Linked DNA regions of Rattus norvegicus: region 1 is linked to region 2. A link is a contact called in public Hi-C data. All regions are on one chromosome and are shown on one strand. Each heading gives the region's core, a stretch centred on a gene start, on an enhancer-like site or on the middle of the called end of the contact. The rest is flanking DNA. Distances are from core to core; before and after follow the strand shown. Region 1 holds the start of Srp9 (signal recognition particle 9). Region 2 has its middle 39 kb from the start of Lbr.

The links. A called contact is a pair of places that touch in the nucleus more often than the background predicts.
Region 1: a Hi-C map of Schwann cells shows a contact between it and region 2, with 4 times the contacts expected there. The contact joins the promoter of Srp9 here to the enhancer-like site in region 2. A contact is called at or near these places in 11 of 12 Hi-C or Micro-C datasets (the A7r5 cell line, the Rat2 cell line, Schwann cells and 6 more) and 1 of 1 datasets of contacts at active chromatin or transcription factors (oligodendrocytes).

Annotation. Positions count from the first base shown.
Region 1 is chr13:96,362,998-96,365,697 of GRCr8, reverse strand. Srp9 (signal recognition particle 9) reads right to left here and starts at 1,445. Exons shown (of 3, transcript NM_001126095.1): 1 at 1,221-1,445. The coding sequence starts at 1,292.
Region 2 is chr13:96,132,922-96,135,621 of GRCr8, reverse strand. No RefSeq gene overlaps it. Among named protein-coding and RNA genes, the nearest start is that of Lbr, 39 kb to the right of the region's middle. Within about 2 kb of position 1,336, at least 37 of the 93 cell types and tissues checked have an H3K27ac peak or open chromatin away from gene starts, as enhancers often do. A contact at or near this core is called in Schwann cells, where this site is marked.

The sequences.
Region 1 (2,700 bases), core at 196-2,695, 230 kb before region 2:
CGTGGTGGCTCACAACCATTCCTAACTCCAGTTCTAGGGGATTCAATGCCCTCTTTTCCCATCAGACACCATAAACGCACAGGTAAAACACTGGTACACATAAGACTTAATGGATTAACCTTTTTTGCTGTTTTTTAAAAGGTTTATTTATTATATATAAGTACACTGTAGCTGTCTTCAGACACACCAGAAAAGGACATCAGATCTCATTACAGATGGTTGTGAGCCACCATGTGGTTGCTGGGAATTGAACTCAGGACCTCTGGAAGAGCAATCGGTGCTCTTAACCACTGAGCCATCTCTCCAGTCCCATGAATTAACCTTTTTAAAAGATGCTTCCTGTGGGCTGGAGAGATGGCTCCCTGTAAAAAGTCTGAGGTAAGTACTGCCACTACAAGTTGCCAGCTCCAATGTATTTTTACATTTTTACTTATTACTGTGTGTGTGTATGTATACGCGTGCATGTGTGATGTGTGATCAGAGGGCAACTCTGAGGAGTCGGTTCCCTCTTCCCGTTCTTAAGTGAGTTCTGCATGCTGAGCATCTATTCAGTACACACACACACACACACACACACACGCACACACGCAAACACACACACACACACACACACACACACACACGAATGCATCTACCTTACCTTCAACAACCCTTTAAGGAACGGTGAAATGTACCTTTGTGTCTCTCCCGGAACCTATTCTGGACTGGTAAATGGGAATGGGTAGTTCTGCTTTGGGGAATGAACCGTTTGCAAACATTTATGTCTAACGTATAAGTGCAAGCATTCACAAGGTTTCAACTGACCCACGGGGAAAAAAAAAACTAAAAATCCCCACTATCCAAAAAAAAGTGGAGTAGGTTCTTCCCAACTGGGACCGGAATTATCACCACTTTGTAAGTAGGTACTCTTGCGTCTTGGTGGGAAGGGAAAGGGGCACTAAAATACGTGACGGACAGGAAAGAGCCGGCGACACGTAAACCAACCAAATCCATAGCGGAAGTCAGGCGTTCCACCGGGTGCAGCCTGCTCTGGAGCCCGCCGCTGCGGAAAAGGCTCTGCCTGTGGTTGCTGGCGGAGCTTCCATGGGTCTCCGTGTCAGATGGAAGGAGACGAGAGAGGGCAGTGACACCGGTAGACCGATTCAGCTTCCTGGATGTGCACAGGTCGCGCCAAGGTTAGAGAAGACCCCAGTCCCGGGGCCGTCCCTGCAGCGACTCACCTTCATGGGGTCCGCCAAGTAGAGCTTCTCAGCCGCGCGGCTGAACTCCTCCCAGGTCTGGAACTGAGGCATCGCGGCTTCGGGCAGCGCGAAACGAGGCCGCGAAGCAAGAAACGCGCTGTCGCACTGACAGCCCACCGCTCTCCCGCAACCGCCCACAGCGCTGGACTCTGGCGGCCCAAAGATGGAGGCGCACTAGCGCTTGCGCCATTGGTCAGCCCCGGCCGCGCCGGTCCAATGGGCAGGAGGCATGCTGTTAGGGGGTGGGGCCTCCGCTCAGAGCGGTCGGGAGATGGGCGGGCGGCTGCCACAGCGCCGCCTGCAGGACTGGAGGGGTGGTGTCGGTGCTGCCTTTCCAGGCTATGATTGATTATAAAGTCAGGCTCTGGTTTTCCAAAGACTCAGCAGCTCTGTGACCCGGTACCCTAGTTGCAGTCGTGGTAATGACAAGGAACAGCTGTCACACTCAAAGCCTAATCACGGAGTTGGGAAGACATAACAGGAGCCCCACCAAAAGCTTTCTGTGATAGACTTTTGTATCGGGTCAGGGGAACAAAAAAGAGGTCACAGAGGTGAGACAAACTGAACTGGGAGTAGAGAAGGGCGAGACCTCTAGGCACATTTTAGATCTGCAGTGTACTTAAAATGGACAGTGTTTAAGGGAATGGAGTAAGAGGAGAAGCAAGGAGAGAAGGAAGCCACACTGTGGTGTCTGCTAGTATAAGAAATTTGAGTCTTCTCTTCAGGCAGTGTGTGGCACAGGATAGCTTTTAAAATAAATTTTACTGGGCTATTTTTTTATGTGTGCAGTAAATATCGGCTTTAAGAATAAATGATCAAGAGTTCTGAAAAAAATACATATACACACATCACACACCCACAGAGCATATACCTACTTGCCTAATGTCATAAGCAACGTATGGGGACGTTTTTCACATCTAGAAATCTCTTCGTGCTTCCTGATAATTCGTTCTCTCTGCCCTCACTCCTGGTCCCACAAATATGCTTTCTCTTACTATAAATTACATTTCCCTGTCCATTGGGCAGCTATAAACGGTTTTTTGTTTTGTTTTGTTTTGTCTTGTTTGGGGGTTTACAGTGCTGGGAAGTATGCATTCTAGGCAAGGTCTCTGCCATGGAGCTGAACCACGCTCTCTCCTCCCCATCTTACCTTCCCTCTTCCTGAGCTCTTCCTTTTCTTTTTTAATTTTATCTTTCCTCCTTTCCCCCCCCCCCCCCCCCCCGGAGCTGGGGACCGAACCCAGGGCCTTGCGCTCGCTAGGCAAGCGCTCTACCACTGAGCTAAATCCCCAACCCCTCTTTCCTCCTTTCTTTTTCTTTCATTTTTCTCTTCTTTCTTTCCTTTCATTCATTTTATTTCTCTTTTCTTCCTTCCTTTCTTTTATTCTTTCTTTTTCTTTAGTGTCATGAGTTTGAGGGAAGCCCCTGCTATTTAGACCAAGGCCAAACTTAGCTACTT
Region 2 (2,700 bases), core at 87-2,586:
CTGTGTAACACTGAACTGGGAACACCAGTTGGACATTGTTTCCCACATCAGGTTAAACCTAACAGCAGCCTGCACTTCCCTGGGGAGGACCGTCCACCTACTGTTCTGTTTCTTCTCAGGGATCCCTCCCACTCAGAGCTTACTTAGGAACTCCTGAGCTCAGAGGAACACGGGCTGCCACATTGACCTCAGGCTATGCCCAATGATTCCCTCACTGTTCTCCAGCCCTGGGGATCTGTGGGCCTCGGCAGAGCCCAGGTCATTGTCCAGAGGGCCGTGTGACACTGCATCCAGAAGCAGGCATTACTTAAACAACCCAGCAGAGAAAGCTTTCTCTTGTTGGGCCACAGGCAACCCCACGGATGGTTTTTACATCCTTCGAAGAGGCTGTTCTTTCCTGCCTGGAGGCTCTCAAAGCACAAAGGATCCCTTCATCTTCTCATCCCCCCTCTCCCTCCCGCTCCCCTTCCTACTCCCGCTCCCCCTCCCCACCACACAACTTGGCTTAGAAAGGCAAAGATGAGCTTTTTATCCTCAGGGTTTGGGGAAGAGGTTACTTCGCTCTCTGCTCTCTCGTGCTCTGGCCTCCAGGCACATAACGGACTAGTGTCAAAGAAGGTGCATGGGTCAGGAAAATGGTGTTTGCCTGATGATTTGCAGTCCAAAACCAGGTGGCACTCAAGGCCCACCCTGGAACCTGCCATAGCTCTTTCAGGCCTAGGCCAGAGGAACACTGCCACATCCTGTTTCCTGTCCCACTCAAATTGCGTCTCACTTCCCTCCCACTTGGGCTCTCAGTCAGAGTGCTGTCAAATACCCAGCGTACCCAGGGCTGGCTGGCAGGCTGGCGTAGTGCCGGGTGTATGTTGGTCTGCGACTTATTTCTCAAAGTCAAAGCCAGGGCTTCATGCCAACCCCTTGCAGACTGGCCGGTACAGCATGGCGGTTCTTCCGGAATTCCCTTGCAGAACCAGCACCTGAGATGACCCTAGATGGTGCATCCTCTGGGATCACCCTCCCCCACCAAGAAGCTGACCCACTTTTCTCTTTCCCCATCCATCTCTGCACTGAACACTAGGAGCCTTCACTCAGGGAGCAAAAGTCCATCTGTGCCTCTGGTCTCTTCCTCAGAGGCTTTAGGCCTTTCCTAACAGAGTAAGAGTTATGAGACAGAAGTTTCCCGCCAACTTTGGGTCCTAAGAGAGTGTCCTAGTGAGGTCAGCCAGTAGGGCCGGGTTCCAAATCCCCCAGGGGCCTCTGCAAGAAAGGGTAGATCCCTTTCAGGCCCCACCCCTACCCCACTGGTGCCATGCCTATTCTGCAGCTGACCACATGGTGGCGCTGTGACAGAGCTTCTGCATGCAGGCCTCATCCCATCTGTGGCTGTGGCAGCTCTTAGCACCTTCCGCTTTGTCCCCATTCCCTTGGCTGAGGTCCTAGGGTGCTCAGTGGCCTGGTGGCTGGGGAGTTCTTTCGCAGAGTCCTCCAGGCAGTGAGGGCTGGGTGAGGGACGTAGATTGCGTCTATTCCAGGCTTTGGGATGCTTGTTACCTGTTCTGGGAGCCGCAGGGCGCCCGCACGGTGACCTGAACTGGCTGTGGGTACAGGGAGAGCACAGAGTAACCCAGGTGCCTGCCAGAATTTACCAGGGCATCTTCTCCCAGAGAGGAGGATGGGAGCTATTCTTTAGGGCAGGGCTTACATTTTTTCTTTTCGCCGCCTCCTGTATGCGACCCTAGCTATATGGAGACAAAAACAGAGAAGCAATTACATTTAGAGGTAATAGCTCACAAAGAAAATTTAAAAGCAGTTCTTACACATACATATAATTACAGCATTTATTAAAGATGAGAGCAAATTTGTAGAGATGAGATGGGTATGATTGATTATATTTACATAGGGAATACGACATTAGCTACGTATTTCATACCATAGAACATGGAATATCTTCAGTATTTTTCACAGGCGGTGTAAATTCAAAATAGCAGAAATGTGTTTAGAGCCATTTCAGAAATTGTTGGGAATTCTGTGTTAGTCTCAAAACCACGATTTAATGATCTTTTTAAAAATGAAATTCAAGTCAGCAGCTCAAACAGCACGTTTTAAAATCAAATATGCTTACATCATACAACCCAAAGACACATTCATGTGACGTGTCAAGGGCTGTCATCAGGGAAATGTTGAAGGCATTTGTTTTCCATAATTAAACCTCGATGTTTTGGTAAGAACAGAGGACTTTGTATGTACAGTAAAAACACTGTCTCAGATCTGAGCTGAGGGGCTCAGGCAGCATTCGCTGGTGATGTGTGGCACCAGGTCATGCACAGTGCACAGCACACACATGTGTTCGGAATCAAGTCTGCAGGGAAGTCATACTCTGCAACACAGTTGATCACGGACAGAAGTGCTGGGGAGTCACTGCATCTTTTTTTTTCTCCCCCCGCCCCCCGGAGCTGGGGACCGAACCCAGGGCCTTGCGATTGCTAGGCAAGCGCTCTACCACTGAGCTAAATCCCCAACCCCAAGTCACTGCATCTTTAATTCTGATGTAGCATTTGCTCTGTCCCATAAAGTTGTAATCACAATTGGAGAAGGTGGGCTGTGTGTGTGTGTGTGTGTGTGTGTGTGTGTGTGTGTGTGTGTGGTGTGTATGGTGTGTCTTATGTGGGTGGTATGTGTTACTTATATGGATGTATGTGG